7 separate regions of the Mus musculus genome follow, and regions 2, 3, 4, 5, 6 and 7 are each linked to region 1. Evidence: chromatin contacts called from public Hi-C, HiChIP or PLAC-seq, capture Hi-C and promoter capture Hi-C data. All regions are on one chromosome and are shown on one strand. Each heading gives the region's core, a stretch centred on a gene start, on an enhancer-like site or on the middle of the called end of the contact. The rest is flanking DNA. Distances are from core to core; before and after follow the strand shown.

What was found. Promoter capture Hi-C pulls out the DNA fragments that hold promoters and counts their contacts. A called contact is a pair of places that touch in the nucleus more often than the background predicts. HiChIP or PLAC-seq counts read pairs in DNA pulled down with a chosen protein or histone mark. Capture Hi-C pulls out chosen DNA fragments and counts their contacts.
Region 2: a Hi-C map of B cells shows a contact between it and region 1, with 6 read pairs. The contact joins the promoter of Gnb2 here to the promoter of Get4 in region 1. A contact is called at or near these places in 1 of 39 promoter capture datasets (pre-B cells) and 1 of 484 Hi-C or Micro-C datasets (B cells).
Region 3: a contact with region 1 is called in a FOXA1 HiChIP or PLAC-seq map of pancreatic cancer cells. The contact joins the promoter of Nyap1 here to the promoter of Get4 in region 1. A contact is called at or near these places in 1 of 39 promoter capture datasets (the 3T3-L1 cell line), 1 of 484 Hi-C or Micro-C datasets (myocytes) and 1 of 115 datasets of contacts at active chromatin or transcription factors (pancreatic cancer cells).
Region 4: an H3K27ac HiChIP or PLAC-seq map of epiblast stem cells shows a contact between it and region 1, with 7 times the contacts expected there. The contact joins the promoter of Iqce here to the promoter of Get4 in region 1. A contact is called at or near these places in 3 of 39 promoter capture datasets (the 3T3-L1 cell line, liver and pre-B cells), 1 of 484 Hi-C or Micro-C datasets (B cells) and 2 of 115 datasets of contacts at active chromatin or transcription factors (embryonic stem cells and epiblast stem cells).
Region 5: an H3K27ac HiChIP or PLAC-seq map of epiblast stem cells shows a contact between it and region 1, with 6 times the contacts expected there. The contact joins the promoter of Zkscan1 here to the promoter of Get4 in region 1. A contact is called at or near these places in 1 of 39 promoter capture datasets (cranial neural crest) and 1 of 115 datasets of contacts at active chromatin or transcription factors (epiblast stem cells).
Region 6: a contact with region 1 is called in a promoter capture Hi-C map of the HPC-7 cell line. The contact joins the promoter of Eif3b here to the promoter of Get4 in region 1. A contact is called at or near these places in 4 of 39 promoter capture datasets (the HPC-7 cell line, hematopoietic stem and progenitor cells, liver and 1 more) and 1 of 115 datasets of contacts at active chromatin or transcription factors (embryonic hindbrain).
Region 7: a contact with region 1 is called in a capture Hi-C map of macrophages, with 4 times the contacts expected there. The contact joins the promoter of Cops6 here to the promoter of Get4 in region 1. A contact is called at or near these places in 15 of 39 promoter capture datasets (the 3T3-L1 cell line, cranial neural crest, embryonic stem cells and 9 more), 4 of 484 Hi-C or Micro-C datasets (B cells, CD4 T cells, Th1 cells and 1 more), 7 of 115 datasets of contacts at active chromatin or transcription factors (craniofacial prominence, embryonic stem cells, fetal liver and 3 more) and 2 of 9 other capture datasets (liver and macrophages).

Annotation. Positions count from the first base shown.
Region 1 is chr5:139,250,869-139,253,752 of GRCm38.p6, reverse strand. It overlaps Get4 (golgi to ER traffic protein 4), which reads right to left and starts at 1,429. Exons shown (of 9, transcript NM_026269.2): 1 at 1,134-1,429. The coding sequence starts at 1,288.
Region 2 is chr5:137,531,916-137,534,799 of GRCm38.p6, reverse strand. Gnb2 (guanine nucleotide binding protein (G protein), beta 2) reads left to right here and starts at 1,494. Exons shown (of 10, transcript NM_010312.5): 1 at 1,494-1,661.
Region 3 is chr5:137,739,657-137,742,540 of GRCm38.p6, reverse strand. It overlaps Nyap1 (neuronal tyrosine-phosphorylated phosphoinositide 3-kinase adaptor 1), which reads left to right and starts at 1,373. Exons shown (of 7, transcript NM_001347505.1): 1 at 1,373-1,490; 2 at 2,739-2,884. The coding sequence starts at 2,823.
Region 4 is chr5:140,701,016-140,703,899 of GRCm38.p6, reverse strand. It overlaps Iqce (IQ motif containing E), which reads left to right and starts at 1,522. Exons shown (of 23, transcript NM_028833.3): 1 at 1,522-1,718. The coding sequence starts at 1,683.
Region 5 is chr5:138,083,727-138,086,610 of GRCm38.p6, reverse strand. Zkscan1 (zinc finger with KRAB and SCAN domains 1) reads right to left here and starts at 1,527. Exons shown (of 6, transcript NM_133906.4): 1 at 1,380-1,527.
Region 6 is chr5:140,417,804-140,420,687 of GRCm38.p6, reverse strand. It overlaps Eif3b (eukaryotic translation initiation factor 3, subunit B), which reads right to left and starts at 1,383. Exons shown (of 19, transcript NM_133916.2): 1 at 862-1,383. The coding sequence starts at 1,327.
Region 7 is chr5:138,159,675-138,162,558 of GRCm38.p6, reverse strand. Cops6 (COP9 signalosome subunit 6) reads right to left here and starts at 1,457. Exons shown (of 10, transcript NM_012002.3): 1 at 1,377-1,457; 2 at 1,062-1,184; 3 at 754-885; 4 at 334-422; 5 at 175-237. The coding sequence starts at 1,446.

The sequences.
Region 1 (2,884 bases), core at 180-2,679:
TACTGCAAGGCTGGTCCCTGATGGCTTGCTAACTACTGCGTGTGGCCTTAACCATGCCCCTCCCTCCCATGTCCACCTGGCTACTTGCCAGGCTCAATCTGGGCATGTGGGAAGTGGGAATTGTCCTCAGATGTAAACAAGTATCACTCACGAGCCAGAGGGTTCCCAGAGCACTGATTCTTCAGCCCCCAACAGGGCTTCAAGGCAGTGAGGCCACTGTGTACAGTGTCATCCACTGTCATGGCAGCTTTATCCAGCCCACAGAACACACCGTGCTCAGATCAAGCTAGAGGGAGTGACTGTAGGAGGAGTTCCACAGCACGTGGGCCCTAGGTGACAGTAATGGGTGGATGATAATGTGCAACTGGTACAAGATAACCACTTTCCACTCCTTTTACTGAAGGCCTAAAATTGCCCTAAAACAAAACGTATTTTAAAACGAAAAGTAGGTCTAAGGGGCACAGGGGCCAAACCCACACTACGGACATGGAGCAGAAATGCTGATGTCCTGTAGTCAGGAATAAAGTTCTACGTAGGAATTATCAGCTGGCAGATGCACAGAGGCAGGAATACAGATGGCCACAGGCTGGCCCACGGTGTCAGCATCTGACCACACTTTAGCCGGCTGTGCAATTCCAATCACTGGCCACAGAAGGGAGGACTAGGTGAGACTACTCTGACAACAGGACTCGCCAACCAGCGGAAGCCTTCAGAGAAAGGGAGGCCAGGCGAGGAAGAGGGTGTGATAGAGAAGGAGTGGCGGGAAGAGAGGCCTGTAAGAGGGAGGAGGCCTAAGTGAAGAGGAGAGAGGCTAGTGATAAAACTGAGTCCAGGGAAGGGGAGGCCTGAGAAGAAGTTGGCTGGGGAAGGAGGCCTGGGAAAAGGAAGGAAGGAAGGACGGGGGAAGGGCAGCTCTGAGAGTAAGGCAGGGACTCAGAAAGACGAGGCCGAGAGAGGAGGAGGGGGAACCAGGCAGAGAAGAGGAGGCCCTGCCGAGTAGTACAAGCCCGCCGCCCCCGCTCTGCTCCGCGACAGGCAGCCGCATAAACCAATGAGGGTGCGGGGCGCCGCAGCGCAGCCAATGAGCAACAGCGGAGGTGGGGCCTCGGCGCTAAGCCGCCACCCGCGCCCACCTGAAGAAGAGGGTCCGGTACATCTGGTGCGCCTCGTAGTAGTCGCCCTTCTCGACGCTAGCACGCAGCTTGCCCTCCACGCGCTGGACGCCGCCGCGGTTGCGGGCGCCGTTGCGGGCGCCCTCCTGCTCTGCCATCGCCGCCGCCGCCGCCATGGGCCGGCGTTCCGCGCAGAGCTGACGCTGTCGCAGGCGCGGTCGGCGGCGCCTCCCGGCTTCCGTCCCTGCGGCCGCCGCACTCCTTCTACGGTGGCCGCGAGGAGCCGTGCGAGGGCGGGCGCGCCGCGGGCCGCACGTGATCGAGGCGGAGCCTGCCGGGATCGCGGGAGCCGCGCGAGGACACGCCCCTGAGGGGGGGTCTGAGAAGGACCCTGAGAACACAGGCCAGGAAAAGCCGACGGGGTGGGGCTCTCAGACTATCGCGGGAACTTGTTTGTAGTCTTGCGAGAGTGGGCGGGACCGAGGTCTTGGGCGGGACTACACGCTGAGCTGTCCCCAGCTTAGTGTCATCACTGCACAATGTAATCAGCCACGTAGGCTGCGCAAGTAAACTGAGGCAGAAGACTCAGCGATGAGGCGTCTTATTCGCGCGCCCCCTGAAGTTACCCTTAGCGCATGGATGAACCAGACACATTTTAGAAGCTTTGACCTGTCTCACACCTGCCCGGGGAGTGCCCCTCCAGGTGGCAGTCATCCTTAGTGACATCTGGGACAGGGCAGTATGCTCAGGCTAGAACCTGTAATGTCTCCAAGAAGACCTGGCTGTGGTTGGAGCAGGTGACAGCAGAGAAGGGAGGAAGGTCATGATTAATTGGGGGAGGATGGGAGGTGCTGGCCAGGGTCAGAGTTGTCCTCTGACAGCATCCAAAACTCAGGTTACAAAACCCTACACATATCCTTAAATAATGAGTTTGGATGCTGGAGATGAAGTTCAGGGCGTTCATTTCTGTCAGCTACACACTCTCAGCCTTCCATTTACTCTGGCCCTTGAACTTGTGACTCTCCTGCCTCAACTTACCTACTTTTTATGCCTGCACCCGGGCCAGCTGGACTAGCATTTTCTGCACCACACCCATGTGCAAGCAGAAAGCATGGTAACAGATTAAGGAGTCTGTAAACATGATCTCTTGCTGTGGGGTCCGCTTAAATCCAACCTAAAACCAACATAACTCAAGACACCAGGTCAACGCAGGTAATCAAGCCGCTATTGGTCAGGGCCGCAGAGCAGATGAAGCTGAAGTAAAACCCTGAGGGAATACTGTACAGCCTAAAGGATGAAAATATAGAGAAAGGGGGAGGTGGGTGGGCAGGCTGTAGCACTGTCTAATCATAATCCGTCGTAAGGGGTTGGACAAGGGCGTTCCCACTGTATCAGGATAGGTTGGTTCCTAGGCCTGGAAACATAAACATTAGTTTGACCCTGCCAGCAAGATGAAGTTGTCCTCGAGATGTCTGGACTCAAGACAACTATTTCCTTACAACAGAAGCTGTTCAAAGTAAGCTATTGGGAAGTCCCTAGCTCCCCTAGGGCCTGGGAGCTTGGTTTCTTGATATGATTAAATGGAGCCTGAAAACAAGATGGTAGTACTTAGAATAAATGTCTTTTGCTGGTTCCCAACACTCTGACAGTACCGTGCTCACCCTTCTGTGAAGAGGGATGATGCTCTGTGGGCACTACCACATAAGGAAGGACCACTTGGATACAGCATTCTACCTGATGATCCAGACACCTAGTAACAAAGGGGCAAGTGA
Region 2 (2,884 bases), core at 245-2,744, 1.7 Mb after region 1:
TCAAACTCAGGTCTTTATGTTTGCATGGTAAGCACTTTGCTGACTAAGCCATCTCTCCAACCCTGTCCCCCAACACACTTTTTGAAACAAGGTCTCCTGTGGCTCAGGCTGGCCTCTAGTTCAATATGTGGGTGAAGACAAATGTGAACTTTCTATTCTTTCCTCTCTACGAGTATACTTCACTACAGTCTATTTTGAATAGTGTTTTTTTTTTGTTTTGTTTTGTTTTGTTTTGTTTTGTTTTTTTCAAGACAGGGTTTCTCTGTATAGCCCTGGCTGTCCTGGAACTCACTTTGTAGACCAGGGTGGCCTCAAACTCAGAAATCCACCTGCCTCTGCCTCCCGAGTGCTGGGATTAAAGGTGTGTGCCACCTTGCCCGGCTGAATAGTGTGTTTTGATCTCCTAAACTCCGAGGACTGTCTCAAAGGCCACAGGACAACTCGGACTTTACCAAAACATTTTCACAATCTATGGGGGGACGGGGGACGGGACAGTTCTCCAACAATCCAGGAGACTCAAGGGTAACCTTCAATATACTCATTTAACAGATATGGAAATCCAGGCACATTCTTATGTTGTGTTCCCTCGGTGGGGTGCTCCACAGTGTAGTTTTCTTCAATGGTTATTAAAGTTGAGATCGCATCTCAACTCTGCAGCCTGAGTCCATAGTCAGCATCATGAGGATTAATAAACAAAAGTATTGGTGAGAGATGTGGCTCCATTGGTGGAGTGTTTGCCTAGCATGTATGAAGCCCTAAGTTCTACCCTGCATAAATCAGGCACAGGGTTGTGTATCTGTAATTCCAGCATTTGGTAGATGTAAGCAGGAGGATTATCAGTTTAGGGTCATCCTGGGCTACGTGGTGGGCTCCTGAAACTCTATCATAAAACAAAAACCTTTAAGTATGCAAATCAATAAATATGGACTGTTGCTGCGGCGGTATGAGGCCTAGTCTAGGAAGCCTACAACCCCTCACAGTGCTGCGCTTGAAGAACTGTCTGGGTGTAATTCCCTCTAACTTGCATTTTATGGGATTCTAGTGGTCACCAACCACTCGCTGTCTTTTTCTGCCCCACTGTCCTGCACTGGTTTAGACTTCCCTAGTTCCGCCTCCGGGAAGGGAGTGGCCTCACCAGGGGGCGTGGCCAACCCGAGAATTGGGCCTTCTTGCCTCCAGTCTGGAGCCGCCCAATCCGGAGGGGGGGGGGGTTGAAGGAGGTCGATCACGTGACCTGGGATTTTTTTTTTCCCCCCTCCCTTATGCCTATACCACTTCTGCTGTCCCTAGAGAGGATGTCTTGCTCCTTTTCTGGAAATAAACTACGTCGTGTGATCTTTGATGAGTTAGAAAAACGTGGAATTGTGCTTTTATTGTGGCTGAGGCATCTTTTGCTCCTGGAGTGGTGTTTTCGCTTCTAGCCTTCCCCCCCACACACTTGAGTATTTGGTCTCGTCCAGCCTGGCCCTGGGCGCGGCGGCGACGGCCGCGTCACTGGCGGGCGGGATCCCTCCGCTCTGGGGAGAGCTGCGCTGGACGGTTGAGTTGGGGTGACTGAGGAAATCCATCCGCGTCGCCGCCGCTGCCGCCTCCGCCGCGGAGGAAGACAGGACCTCCCGCGCTCCTCCAAGCGACCCCTTGGCAGAGTCCCACCACCTCAGGTACCTCCGCTGATAAAAGGAGTCCTCATCTCCCCCAGCCCCAAATTCCCACGGGTGTGTGTGTGGCAGGGGGAAGCCTCGGTTCCTTCCGTCTCCCGGGTTTGGCTCTTGGGAAACGGACGTAACTCCCAGACCTCCCCTCCCTTCCTCTGGCCCGGTCGTTTCCAAACCCGGAAGGGGAACTGGGGGGGGGGGGGGGACCCTCGGCTTCAATAATGCATGCGCTCCCTGCAATATCAGTGGCAATTATTTTAAAATCTAGACCCCCCTCATCCCAGCCCCGCCTGCCTCTTGATCCCTTAATAGTTGGGGGGCTAAATTCTGGGTTTCTTCTATGTCCTGTCCCGCCCCCTTTCCCCACCACCACCCTGCTGCCTGCCCCTGGGTAACAGCCCTCGTGCCCACTCGTTTCACACCCTTGCTTGCATTAGCCTTGCAGAACTCCAGAATCCTAGGAGATCCAGTTAAGGCCTCAAGGCCACCCTTGTCTTCGTCTCCACCCTACTGCCCCTTGATTCGGGCTCTGGCAGTGTTTTCTCAGTCCCGACCCCTAAGCTGGAGATCTCAGCACCTTATTCTTTTTACAAATCCTTACCCAGGTCTGGCACCTAGTCGCCTGTCCCCTTCGTCCAGCTTTCTTTTGGGCAAAATGGAGGTCCTACGAGCTGAAGGGCCTGGCCCACTGCACTTCGCAGCACGGCCAGCCCGCGCCGTCCAGCTGCCAGATCTGAGGACCCTCTCTTTCCTCCTCTCACACCTGCGGAGGCGGTGGCACCCTTTTTTTTGGAGGGGGGGCTATGGTTGCTTTATCCCTAGAATCGAGGAGCTGCTGAGGGAACGTTGGAGGGTAATGGGGATCTAAGGGCTGGGAGCATGGCCCCCGACCCAGTGTCTTCTTCCTGGCCTGTTTTCCTTCTGCCCCAGGCCTGTGTCATTGAGGCCAGGCCTGGGCTGCTGTCAGCTGGAAGGAAGGGGCTTTTGTTCACAGCTGGAGTGGGGTGGTAGCTATGTCGTTGCCCCCTCCCTCATTTTGGAGGGGCATCCTCTGGCACTGGCGCAGAAAGCTGAACTTACGGAGGGGAAATATCTTCGGGGAAGAGGAACGCCCAGTGTCTGGGGGAAGTGGGAGCTGGGTGGGGGACGCCTGGGTCGCCAGAGTGCAGTGTACACGGCCAGATCGCACAGGTGTCCCGGGAAGGCAGGACGTCGGAGGCTGGAGTGGT
Region 3 (2,884 bases), core at 124-2,623, 1.5 Mb after region 1:
ACCTTGTCTGAAAATTTTTAAAAAGCCACAGTCTTGCTCGTCTTGTCTGTCATATTTTCGCCATAGTAAAAATGGCTGTAGTAGCTGCAGTCAGGAAACAAGCTTCCCACGTACCCTTACTCCTCCAAACTGGATCCCTATATAGGCTGCTGGTTTACAAAGTGCTTACAACCCTCTTCCTTCCTAAGGTCTTTATTTATAGTCGCATGTAGGCCACGGTCGGCTTTGAACTTGTGTAGCAGAGGATGACCTTGAACTGAAGCGCCTCTTGATTCTACCTGAGGAATGCTGGGATCACAGGTGTGTGCCGCAGCGTGTCAAGCCTCAGTAAGGTTAATCGAGGCAAGTGTGAAATGAGACATGGCTCAGACAAGCAGTGGGATGTGCTTGGGGCCACACAACACACCTGCATAGATTTTGCCGCATTGAAAAGCGTCCACAGGTACCAGGGATTAGGATGTGCATATTTTGCAGGGGATATCTCCCCCCCCCCCCCCCCCCCCAGTCCTTGGCGGATACAGCAGAGGTCTTCTCGATGCTAATTTACCCAACCACAAAGCTATCCACGTAAGGAATTTGTCAGAGCTCTGATGAGAAAAGGTCAAAAGAGGGGAGGGGTGAGGTCACATCCCTAACCACTCCCAGGTGGTGCCCCTGGTGGTCTCCCGCACGGGCCAACCTGGTGCGCTCAGATCCTGGCGGGCGGCGCCCACGGAGTCAAAGGTTAGTAAGGAATGACTTGGAGCGCGGGGGCGGACGCGCGGAAGACTTTGAGCCCCACACGGTGGAACAAGGTCCGGGCGCCTGGGAGGCTGCAAGGGGAGGAGGCCCAGCACCGCCAGCCAATTCTCGTGCCCTCCCCGCACCTAGGGCGGGGTGGCAGGGTGGGGGCACGGCGGGGACTAAGCCAAGGGAGCACGCCCCCTGCTGAGCAGATGCGCTGATCTCCAGGCAGGCGACTCGGAGTCCCTCTGCCCGCCTCACCGCTTGGTAGCACCCAGGGGCCGCAGCCGCAGCCTCCCACCCGGGAGCACTAAGGCGCACCGGGTTCGCGGGTGGGTGCGACCTCCAGGCTTCCGCTGGGGGGCGCCGCTGAGCACCCCGCTCCGCTTAGGGCTTGGGAGACCCAACCCAGCACAACACGGCTGAGTAGGGGGCGCGGGTCGGCGAGAACCAGACGCCCGAAAGCTGCGGAGCGGAACTCCCACACCCCAAGACCATCCTCTCAAGATCCCCTGTACGCTCCGCAGTCCTTGCACCCTCCACCCTAACCTCCTGGTGCAGCGCCGCACCGCCGTTCCCGCTCTGCCCTTGGAGGGTGTGGAAGGGTGGGTTTGGGGCCGGGGGCGGGTCTGGGGGCGGACCCGGAGGCGGGGCTGTCTCTGCGGCAGGGCCCAGTTCGGCTCCCCCAGTCTCTCTCTGTCTCTCCTCCTCCCTCCTCCTGCTCCGGGCGGAGCCCGGCATGGGGGGGCCGGCGCCCGGCAGGCCAGGTACGGTGATGTAGAAACTGGGGAGGCTTCATGCGGGGAGGTGGTGATGGGGGGACTACGGGTAGGGAGGAATTGGCGGGGCGAGAGGCGGAGACACCCAGGGTAGCAGGACAAGGGGAAGAGGAGGGGGTGCCCCGGGAACCTGGGGCCCTTGGATGGAAAAGGGGGGGGGGGTTAAAGCAGGCCAGGTTTGGAACAAACTGGGGAAGGAGGAGGACGGCTGTGAGGAGGGGCTCCAGGGAGGAGACGTGAAGCTGAAGGCGAAAGGGAGAGAGTGTGTTTGGGGGAAGGGACGCAAAGCGCAGGTATGGAGGCCGAAGCCCAGAAGGTTGCTATGGGGCCAGACTGGAGACCCCCGCCAGGGTGGGATTCAAGGGCGGGACTACTAGGGGGGAGCCGGGGGTTCTCCCAAATCCTGGAGCAGACAGAAGGTAGATTGATTTGGGCTATCAGCAAGAGGAGGGAGGCAGAAACCATTGCTGAGGGACCAGGGAGCTGGAATAGAGGTGGACGGAGGTCCAGGCCCAGGATTGGAAAAGCGGGGACTCCGGAGAGTGAAGGTAGATGGATGGATGGGATTTCAGTTGCCCAACTCAGTATCACCATCCTTCCTTCAGCATCCCCACCCTGCCCTGATGAACCCCCCACTAAGCCTCAGGGCCTAAAAGAGGGTAGGAAGCCTAACTCCCCCCCCCCCCAAGCTGGGTGCAATGTACGCAAGTAGGCCCTGAGCACAACTTGTCTGTAGGTGTGGCCAATTCCATAGCAGATTTGTGTGCTAGAGGTCTGTGTGTATCTATCAGTGGGTGTGTCTGTGGGTGTTTATGTCTGTGTGTGTTGTTCCTGGGTTTGTGTTTACCTGTGCCCCTTTATGTCTGTCCCTATTTGTAGATATGTCTGTGGCCTGTGGTGTGTCTAAATATGCTGTGTCCCTACAGAGTTGCTGTATGCTTGTGAGGTCTGTCTGTCTGTGGTGGTTCGGGATATATTTACACAGAATGGGAATCTGTGCCAACCTGATCGCTCAGTGTCTGTGGCTCCAAACACCTTTGTCAGGGTGTGTGATTCTGGACACACACACTTCTATGGCTGCCTGTCTGGGAGGGGTTCCCTAAACTGTATGGGATATTCTGTGCCTGTGTTTTCCTTTTCTGAAGACCCAAATCACGTCTCTGCTCCTTTTTCTCTTTCATTCCTCCCTCCCCAACCATATCTTCTTTTTTCTCTCCACCTGTTCCCTTTATCAAGTGGATCCGGGACCCAGGGAGGGCCGCCCCCCGGGCCTGGTGGCATTAAGCAGGGCCCCTCAGCCCCCACCTCTTGCCCCACGACATGAACCTTCTCTACCGAAAAACCAAGCTGGAGTGGAGACAGCACAAAGAAGAGGAGGCCAA
Region 4 (2,884 bases), core at 273-2,772, 1.5 Mb before region 1:
CAGAGTTTGGTTCCCAGCCCCGAGGTCTCACACACACACATACACACACACACACACACACACAATCTCTTTTAGGGCATGGTTCCCGAATGCCTAGAGATAGAGTAAGATAATGCTCATCTGCCCTGGAAATCAGACCTGTGAGCTTGGTTGTCTCTATCTTGGTAATGGGAGACCCCAGCATGTTGGGCTTCTGCAGAAAATATCACTGCAGGCTGGAGAGATGGCTCAGCTGTTGAGAGCACTGACTGCTCTTCCTAGAAGTCCTGAGTTCAATTCCCAGCAACCACATGGTGGCTCACAGCCATCTGTAACGGATTCTGGTGTATCTGAAGACAGCTACTGTGTAGTCATACACATTAAATAAATAAACAGGGTTTCACTGTGTAGCTCTGACTGTCCTGGAACTCTATAGACCAGGCTAGCCTCAAACTCAGAAATCTGCCTGCCTCTGCCTCTGCCTCTGCCTCCCAAGTGTTAGGATTAAAGGCATGTTCCACCACTGCCAGGCTAATAAATAAAATCTTAAAAAAAACAAAACCAAAAAACTACTCTGCGTTTACATACTGAGTCTGGGCTGTTATTCTTTGGCAAATCATGGGTCCTTAGACAAGCAAGAAAAAAAAAACCTCCCAGGAGAATCCTTGTATTAAGCTTAATGTTGCAAAGCCACCCAGTTGCAGAGAGCTGTTTACTCAAAAAAATGAATGTGTGCTGGGGAATAGTCCCTTTGCAAGCCTAAGAACAGGAGTCGCCAGAATCCATAAAGGAGATGGGATGGGGGCGGAAGGGGACAAAATAAAAGGAGGGCATAGCGATACACATTTGTAACCCCAGCATTGATGAGGCAGACAGGATCACGCGCGCGCGTGCGCGCGCGTGTACACACACACACACACACACAGAGGCAAATGACATACTGTTTTCATCTATCACTGGCCTGCTGGGCCACCAGGGAAGTGCTCCCTATCTGGCCTGGGTTGGAAAGCCACGGAATCCTGGAGAGTTCAGAGAGGCTTGTGATAGCAAACCGTCAGCTGAGGGTTTAAAGCAGTTGGTGCTGGCCCATGGGCAGTCTTATCCTCATGGCGCCAGACCCCAGGTCTAACAACTAGGGAGTCAGTCACCTTGGCCCCCAACATCTCAGTTTCTTTACAGAAAAAAAACAAACATGTAAATAGGCTGATGTCCCCAATCTCAAATCTTGCGTATCGTTAAGGATGGTGCTTTATGCTCTCTTTTCAACTCAACATGGCGACCCTCGGAACCTCTGCCCACTGGACTACATAGTTGCAGCCAGTGTTTGCCGAAATCCAACCCGGGCTCCTGAAGTTGGATCTGAGAGCATGGCTTCCAGGTAGAAAGTTAGTATTGCCTGCGGGAAGCCAATTAATTCACGCATCCCACGAAACAAAACAAAACAAAACAACAACCAAAAAAAAAAAAAAAAAGCCCACAAGACCACAAGAACGGATTGCGCCGTGCAACCCCGGGAGAGTGCTTGGTAGGCCCCTTGCTCGCGCACACTTTGCGCGTGCACAAGATTCGTCGGGCTCCGGAGGAAGGACCACATCCGGGGCTCTGTGGCCGCGGCACGGTTGCCATGGTACCAGGGCGGCTGGCAGGCCTCCCAAGCCGAGGGCAGAGCTCGCAGGACCCGGAGGCCGCGCAGCGCTGCCGCTATGAGCCTGGGCACCACAGATATAGCCTCGGAGACGGTAAGGAGCCTTGGGGCGGAGGGAGGAAGGGCGCACGGTGGCAGCCAGCTCCGGCAGGCCGATTATTACCGCACAAGAGCCATCTCCGGGCGTCGGCCGCCACCGTGCCCGCGCCCCAGCAGCCTCTAGCTCCCGCCTGCGCTCGCGGAGGCCACTACTTCCAGGAAGCCCCCGGGACTGCGCCCCTCCCGCACGCGCTGCGGGTCTGAGGCTGCAGCCGGCCGACGATAAGCTCCTCTCGTAAGTGTTGCTGTAGGCTGTGGTCTCGCGACTCCCCGGAGCGATCCAGGGCAAGGGGGAAGTCCTGTCCCCAGCCTCCCCCAAGGCTAGTTTTGCACGGGTCCGGGAGTCATCTCTGGAAGAGGTGTGCCTCTCTCACTCTCTGCGTGTCGGTATCAAGTGAACTTTGTACATTCCGGGGGGCGGTGGGAGAGGGGCGGTGGCTATAGGACAGGGCAATAGGCTGATGTAGGGAGCAGCTTGGTACAGGTTTAGAGCCAGTAGGAGCATTAAATGTAAAGGCCGCAAGGCCGGGGAAAGTAGCACACCGGAAAGCAAGCTTTTGGAGTTGAGATTTAGAAGGGCACTGAGGGAGGTAGGCAGGGACCTGGCCATGGTGAAATATGACTTTCAAGGGTCCAGGGGACGCCTGTGAGAGCCTCCACAACAGACTGAACGACTAAGCCTTAGGTCAGCAGAGAGCAGCTGGGATTCCCTACTTGTTCCTGCACTCGAAGCTTTCCAAGATTTGCCTAGTTTTGGAGGTCGCTCTCTCAACACTGCCTTCAGTAGCTGCCCCCAGTAACTGCTCCCTCATCTCTGTTTTTTGGGTGCTACTGGGGACTGAAACCCTCATGCCAGACTAGAGCGCTACAGATAAACCTCCCCAGCTGGGTCACTGGGGGATTCTAGGCAAGCACTTAATTTCTGACTACCACTGAGCGCCCCCCACCCGCACCCCTCACCGGGCTCGCTCGCAGAACTGCATCTCCAGACCTTTAAGAAGTTAAAACCATCCCCACTAAGGGTGGGACTTGGTGGGGGAAGACTTCGAACCGGATGTAAAGTAAATGAATAAATTAATGAAATTTCTTGTGTTGAGATTACAAAGATAGTTCATGACTCTTTCAATACATATGGCAAGTTACCATAACCTAGCCATCCAC
Region 5 (2,884 bases), core at 278-2,777, 1.2 Mb after region 1:
AGAACTAGAGAGACCCCTCCCCGCCCCCCCCTTTTTTTAATCTATCTAAAGAATATCAACACCACCACAGAATGAAAAGCTAAGATTTAAAACTTAGTACACTGGCCTGGTTGTATCTAAATATAGTATAATGCACTTGAAATTTTTCCTGTTTCCTTCATGGAGACATGAAGTAGAGGATCAACAAAAGAAAATAGCATTCAGCCGCAGGCATTTCTGTAAGTTAACAAAGATGATCCTGAATAAAATAACAAGTAAGAATCTTGTGTGGTAATTGAAAGAGGACACAAACCTGAAAGAAAAAAAACATCTGGATAATTCTTCACTACAGTTTCCTTATAATAAAGGTATTTTCCCACATTTGGCCAGCTTTTCTAGTAACTTCACTTGATGTGGTTACAATGAATTCTTCATAATTCCAACAAGTATTTATTGACTGCTTTCAATCCGCCTAGCACTGCCCTGTACAATAAATGCTTTCTTTGGTCCCAGGCCATGGAACAGCCACTCTCTATAATCAATGTGTGTGTGTGCTGTGTGTGTGTAGGGAGGGGAAGGAAGGGGGAACTTCAAACTAAATGAGCTGCCTTTTTTTTTTTTTAAATTACAATTACATTTACCAACTCCACTCATTTCAAGTTTGAAGAACCTTTTTGAGCAAAGGTAGTTAATTTTATGGATAATAAAACTGACAGTTGGCAAATGTCTAATCTCATCTAAGGTCATTAAGCTGATCAATCTCCTACTGGCCCAGTGTGGTTTCTCCCAGATACCCTTCACGTCTCACTCATTGCAATCAAGCAAGGTGAACTAACACTCCACTAATCTCCCAGATAGCACAGTTAAACAGGCTTAAACCAGCAAGAGGTCTTGAAGCATTGCATAAAGCTGACAGCCGGCTGTTAATTTCTACTAGATCTTTTAACCACCGTCAAGCCGCCAGCGCTTTCGCTCAGCGTTGGGAGATGGAAAGACAGAAAAGCAAGTGATCCGGAAATGTTTTCGGAACCTCAAACCTGTACAGAGCTCAAGGTCTTCCGCGTCGTTTATCTCAAGATTCTCAAGGACCCAAGACGCCCGGAGAAGTAAACGACAGCAATAAAACGAAAACCACACAAAACACTTTCCCCTGCAACCACAGCAAATGGCGACAGGAGGGGGGGAGGGGGAGAAGAATCCAGACACGGGGATCACGTCCATTTGTGATCTTGTCCTCAGAAATGTTATACAAGGATGATGACATGAAAGAGCTCCCCACTGACCCCAGAGATTCGAGCACCGCCGGGACCCCGCAGGGCTCCTTTCCAAGTCCCCCCGGGTGGTCACACGGTCCACCCTCGCAGCCCGCCCGTCCTCCGAGAGTCCGCCATGAGACTCACCGTGAGTCTCCGGAGCGGCCTGGGGACGCCGGGCGACCAAGCACAGCTTGCTCTGGGTTCAACCCGACCGAAGGGCACTGCACACCGACATAGGCCCTCCCAATACCTCGCCACAGGCACAATGAGTCACAAAGACCGGAAGTAGGTCAGCACCTCATCTTCCGGGATCGAGTTGAGCTTCCGGGTCTCCTCTAGGAACACGGGAGGACTTTGCATCTCGGTTTCTGAATTTCTTGTTCCGAGTCTCCCTACCCAACACCCCCCCCCCCCCAGCCCTGATTGCCTGTCTTCAATTCCAGAGGTGACAGATAGAGATAAAGTGATCCTGTTTAGGGTGTTCAGGTTTTTTTTTTTTCCTGATGTAGTATTTTTCAGCTCTATATTTGTTACTTTCTTCCCCATCTTTTCCATCTTGGGCAGTTATCAATAATAGTAATTGTATGCCTGTGGCAGAGAAGCTGAAGCAAGGGTGTAGATGGAGTTAGATCAAAGCCAAGCCAGGGGTGTCTGGTTTCACAGATCAGCCCTGGTGAGGTTTGCCAGTTGAGTGCATGGTGTTTCCAGATATGTGGCCCGAGGATAAAAGACTATCTTTCAGTAAACAAGCTACTTACACTGGTTCTGTAGAATATGCTATTATAGCACTTTAAAAGGATCTTTCAGAGGAATTACAGACGCTCAACAATTACTGCCTTTATCTCTTTGCCTTGTGGGCAATACAGAAATGAGGCTCCACCTTATAGAAGGCTCTATATCAAAGGCAAGTCCACAAGGAAGAGACCATACAGCATGGGGGAGATAACTTTATAAAACAATACTCCAAAATTAAAAAGCAATTGAAGTATTGTTCCTTTTTTATTAATTGATTATTAATTAATTCACTTTACATCCCAATATCAGCCCCCCTTCTCCCAGTGATAGGTTATTTCTCCGCCAGTGAAACGAGCCCATTCAGGCTAGATTATATTATAATAAAGGCAGGTTTATTGGGAAGCTGCTCTTGGTAGAGTTCACTGGCCCCAAGGATTGAGGCAGGAGAGTTGCAATGGGAGGGGAGGCAGAAAGAGAAAGGGCTTACATGCAGAGAAAGAAGAGAAGGAGAAGGAGGAGAGCAAAATGTTTGGATTATAAAGGGAAGAGTCTCTGGGGAAGGGCAGCCCAAGCCCTGGGATGGAAAGTTCAAGGCTGGGGGCAGGGTATACCAGGTAGGATCTGAGGGATGCTGGGAGAACCTGAAGACCAGGTCTGTTTTGATATGTAAAATATTCATCTCAGTCCCCTCTTCTGGGGTCCAAAACCAAACACCCAAAACCGCCTTAGGCAAGTCATCCTCCAATTCCACCTTCCCCTATTTGCAGTATTGTTAAAGGAAACAAGGAGCCAGCCATTCACTTGGAGAAGTAGGAGAAACCTTTATTCATGCATGGACTACAAAGCACGCTTGTGCTTTGAAGGGTTCAGTCCCCTTGGCAGTTTCTTACAGCTTTTTGTAGGTCAGGTAGTGG
Region 6 (2,884 bases), core at 134-2,633, 1.2 Mb before region 1:
AGGCAGAAGGATGGGGATCAAAGACAGCTTCAGCTTCATAAAGAGCTGGCCAGCCTGGACCATGCCAGACCCTGTTTCACAACAAAACAAAACAACCCCCACAAACATACAAAAGGATTAAGTCAAACAATGGTGACATCAAATGACGACCTCTTGAAATATTGTAAGTTCTAAGTTGACAACTATATTGGGGCGCTGAATTTTCATGGTAGTTCAAAAGCAATTGTTTGGGAGTACATGTCTGTAGGACCAGCACCGTGAAAACTGAGAAGAACCAAGAGTTCAATTTCAGCCTGAACTACATAGAGAGGCCCTGTCTCGTTTAAAAAAAAAAAAAAAAAAGTGGTGTTCTTAGGCCCTTTGGCCCTTGGTATTAGCCACACCAACACATGAAGGAACTGGCTCAAGTGAAGTTGAAACGGCAGAGGAACACATGCTATCAACTGTCAAAAAAGATTTTAGGAATCTGGCTCCTGTGCAGGTAGACAGAAACAATGCCTTTAAAAAGCCAGTCACCATAGAAGAAATCATGAAGTAAGCGGCCAAACGAACAATGTGAAAAAGCAATGGTCCAGGGTACCGACCTAGTAAAAGGAAGCAGGTTGGTAATGTGCTTGGGTCCGATGGCAATGCCTTACTACGGAAACCATTGGGAACACAGCAACTGGTCAACCCTGGAAACCCTTGGCCAGGAAACTGGAATGCCCCCAGATAGTCCTGTTCGTCCTGCCCTCCACCAACCCCCAGGTGCAAGGGCTTGCCGCAGAAACGGACTCCCCAAATGGTCCCCCACTGTAGAGGAAACAAGATCGTTGTAACCGGGAGACCTCGCGCCCTGGCCGGGGACACGATCGCCCTTACCTTCCTCGCTCACGTCGTCTACGAAATCCTCGGGGTCGCTGAAGGAGGGCTCATCTGCCTCTCCGTTCTCCAGAGCCCGCGGCTCCGCCTCAGCCGCGCTCCCATCAGACCCGCCCTCCTCCTCCGCTCCAGCCGAGGGGTGCCCCCGGGCCTGCTCGCCAACGGCCTCTGCCTTCCCGGGAGCAGAGGGCTCCTGCGACGGGGACCGCTCCGCCGACTGCGGCGTGGGCGAGGCGGCCGGACTCGTCGCCGTTTCCTCTTCGGATTGGGCCGCCGGCTTGGCCCTCACTTCGGGCTCCGGTCCGGCCTCGGCGTCTTCTTCGGCGTCTTCCGTCTGCCCCACTTCGGACCCCCCAGACCCTGCCGCCTCGTCCGTCGGCGGCGACTCGGAGGCCGGCTGCTGCCTCGCGGGCTCAGCCCGCTCCTCGGCCGCCTCGGGCACCGCCACGTTCTCAGCGTCCTGCATGGGCCCGCGCTGCTTCTCACCCGGCTCGGCCGCCCTGCTTCCGACTCCCAGAAGTCACCGCGCGCCGCTAGCGCGGAGCCATGTGCGTGCAGCGATGGGATCGTACCAAGATGTGGCTCGGGGGAGACACCCACGCCCTCATTCCTCACGATCAGCCCGAGAAAACTCAGATATGCATAAAAATCTAGAAACAATTAAAATAATAAGTTTCAAGATATGCAAGTTTATTTATAGCCCAAAAGGTTTTTTAAGGTAGCAAATAAATTCACAAGGATATGTGGCTCCCCCATTCTAGCTAAGAAATAGTTGCGTCCAAGATGGTAGAAGTTCCTTTGCCTCTCCCAGCGGGCGCTACGGGGAAGGACTGTACTATCTGGGGAGCATCAAGTGGATTCTCAAATGATTAACACGCGTAACTGTATGAAGACAAAATATGTGACCATAAAATAATGCCAAGACAACTGAAAGCTCCACACATGATTCTTTGTAAGCTTTGCTTTTAATCAGACAGACTGCTTGACTGACATGACTGGCTTCGCTCCCCCGTAAGGTCTTGCATTTTAGACCGGTCCACTGACGGGGCAAAAGAACGAAGGGTTCCAAAATTACGCGAGGAGCTCGCCGACAACCAGGGGCCGCCAACACACACAAGAATGACTGCCCGCACAATGCAGAGTCGTGTGATGAGCGGCTTTAATCTCAATGGCCATCCTCACTGCAGCGGCTCGCAATTTAGCGTTGGCCCCAGACGTGAAAGTCACTGTGATTCTGTCTGCCGGTGACTGCGGTCTTCACGCGCGGGAGAGCGCGATCACGTGGGCCAGCGTGGGGTGGACGGGACGGAACCTTCGTGGAGTGACCAGGGGGACCCCAAGAGTGGTTTGCTTGAAAAGATAGTCAAGATTTTTGATACTTCCAGTTCAAAGTTTCGAAAATCTTAATAAGAACTAGTTGAGGGGACTAAGAGCTTAAGAACACAAGTTTCGCTCTCAGTACCCATATGGTAGTTTACAACCATCTCTTAACTCGAATTTTTTTTTATGCGTATCAGTGTTCTGCCAGCAAGTCTGTCTGTGCACCGTGTACAAGCGGAGGCCGAAAGAAGGCATCGTATCACGCGCAGGACTTAGAGTAGACAATTATGAACCGCATGTCGTTGCTGGCAATAGAACCCAGGCTCTCTAGAAGAGCAGGCAATGCTCTGAACTGTTGAGCCTAATTTAAAAGACAAAACAACAACAAAAACAGTTGAGTCACCTCTCTGGTCCCAGATCATTCCTAAGAAAAAACAAACAAAACTTTCCTTTTTTTTTTTTTTTAAAGGACCTGTTAGTTGACCAGGAAGCATAGACTTGGAATCCCAGCACTGGGGAGACTGAGGCAGAAAGATCATGCCAGCCTGTGCGATATAAAGACTAAACCACAAAACATGTGAACACGGGCTGATGGATAAGTTAGTACTGGGCTGGCTGAGGTTTTTTTTTTTTTTAAGATTTATTTATTTATTTATTTACTACATGTAAGTACACTGTAGCTGTCTTCAGACCCTCCAGAAGA
Region 7 (2,884 bases), core at 208-2,707, 1.1 Mb after region 1:
ACATTACATATGGAAACACCACTGAAGAGATGAAGTCACACAACTGATGGGTGTAAACAGCAGGGTAGAGATTCAACTCAAGCTTTCTCTAATACACATAATGTCGGTAAATTAGAGCAAAGGCATAGTGGCAGATGATCAAGAAAAAGGGGACATTGGGTCAACAACACTCACATCTGTGTGCTTGGTCATAGGGTTCAACTTCAGAAAGAGCGGACTCTCAATTATCTCACACACCTAGAAGATAAGGCAAAGCCCAGGAAGAGTCAGTATCTCCTCTTCCCCTAACCTTCTGTTCATTTCCCCAACATGCACATATTTGAGCTTCTATACCTGCTTATGGACGTGGATGTCTGAGGGGTCAGGTGGCCCCCCTGTGGTATACCAACCCAGAAACTCCAGCTCCTTGAAAACCTGTTTAACTGGAGAAGAAGGGGCCAGAGTAAATATTCCTTTAAACCTCTCTTCCTTAGTTTGATGGGCCTGGTGTGTTCTTTCCGGTTCTCCCCTCCCTCCTCATATTTTGGGTCAGTTTAAAATAACTACACCTAACTAACCTTGAACTTCTGACCTCTTGCCTCTATCTCCTGGGTTATATGGTACTGAGGATTGAACTCTGGTCTTCCCGAATGTTAGGAAATGCACTTTACCCCACTGCCCTACATCCTCAGGCCTTTTATTCTTTAAGACAAACAAAACAAAACAAAAATCTTCCCACTTTTCCTTCCCCACCCACTTCTATTCCCCTCTCACACTGCTCCTCCTTGGTGTAATAATATTCTTTGTCAATGATAATCTTCTCTTCCACGGTGTGGGACAGCAGCTCAAAGGAGTTCATCACTTCGATATTTCGCCCCTCCTGCTTCCCGATCAGAGCCCCAATCACTAAGGGGAGAGAAACAGAAGCGCAAGGAAACTAGGTGAGGAACAGGCGTCTCGGAAAACCTTTCCCGAGTCGGCGTGAATCAACGACTGGGGAAACAATAATTTGGAAGAAAGGGCGCAGGGGAGTGACTGGAGGAAATCTCCAAGAGATTTTGAGATTTACACACAACACTCACCCTGCATAGGCCGCCCCTCCTGGGAGCGCATGCGGATCCAATGGTCTGAGATGTTAAGGATGACAAGGGGATGAAGAGCGACGGAAACACTCCCAGTCACTCCGGAGGCCATCACGCTGGGGACTGTTAAAGGTGAAAGGAAAACATAGCGGCTGAGAGCTCGGGCCCACACATTTTCCCCTAGACATGGAAGCAGGGGACCAGCAGAGCCCGGCCGTCCATCGCTGCCCTCAAGTTATCCTGGGACAGGTTTAAGAAGTACTCAAGACCACTTCTCAAGGGCAACTCCAGAAGTCGGTCTGCGCACCCCGTTACCTGCTGCATCCACTTCCATGCCGCTGCTGCCTCCGCTCCCATTCGCCCCCGCCGCAGCTGCCGCCGCCATTTTCCCCGCGCCCGCCAGCCACGGCCCGCCCCTTTCCTTCTCGGCTTCCGTCGGGGAGCGGTGCATGCTCAGTGTATACTTGGTGCTGCTAATGGGCGGGGCAGCTGCCAGTACTTAGTAGCTCAGGGTGCTCTGCGTGTTGTGCTGCTGCTAGCGGTTCTCATGTAAACCAGCCTGGCCATGAGTTCTGTAGTGTGTATCTGAAGATGGCTTTGAACTTTGATCCTCTTGCCTTTACCTCCCAAGGAGGGCTATTAGTTTCCAGGTCTCAAGTGGATACACTGTCAATACTAAACACAGAGAAAATTGCGATCAAAAGGAGGAAAGGCTGTAAAAGGGAATGGGGAAGACAATTTATTCAGGATATAAAATTTTTCATGTTGCATATAATCTATAGAGACTTGATCACTTGTTTGTTGAGATAGGGTCTTACAATGTTGGCCAGCTGGTGGGAACTTGCTATTCGTCTAGGCAGACTTCTAGGAGATCCGCCTTCCTCTCCTTCCTGAATGCTGAGATTAAAGGTGTGTACCATACCCAGCATGCCTAGCTTTTAAAACGATGTACTGAGGATCTAAACTCAGGTCCTAACACTTCATCCCCTGAGCCATCTCCCCAGTAGTAATTACTCTTGAATTGTTCAGCTTCTTCAGTTTCAAGACAACCTCTTTACACAACTTAGCAACTGCTATTGGGAGGGCTTGTGGCCCACGCCTTTAATCACAGCCTTTAATCGAGGCGGGCAGACCTCATGAGTTCAAGGCCAGCCTGGACTACAAAGTGAGTTCCATCACAGCCAAAGCTACACAAACAAACCCTGTCGCACAAACAAAAAAAAAAAGGTGGGGGGAGGGGAAGAGTTGCCTTGGTCATGGTGTCTCTTTACAGCAATAGAACAGTGATTAAGACAATTACTTGTAACAAAAAAGAAAACCAAAAAAAAAAAAAAAAAAAAAAGACAATTACTTGCCCAGCATGGTGGCACACGCCTTTAATCCCAGCACTTGGGAGGCAGAGGCAGGCGGATTTCTGAGTTCGAGGCCAGCCTGGTCTACAGAGTGAGTTCCAAAATAAAAAAAATAAAAATAAAAATAAAAATAAAAGAAAACGTTTCCTACTTGGACAATAACTAAGGCTAAGCGACCTGCTTAAATAGCCAAGAAAGAGTATTTGGTCCACAATCATTCATTTGGGGCCAATAACAGCCATTTTTTTAAATTTTTATTTTGGTTTTTCGAGACAGGGTTTCTCTGTATAGCCCTGGCTGTCCTGGAACTCACTTTGTAGACCAGGCTGGCCTTGAACTCAGAAATCTGCCAAGTGCTGGGATTAAAGGTGTGCGCCACCACCGCCCGGGCTACTTTTTATTTTTATTTATTTATTTTTTTTACTAATCACAGTCACTGAAGTATGTGCTTTGGACCAATCATGGCTTTGC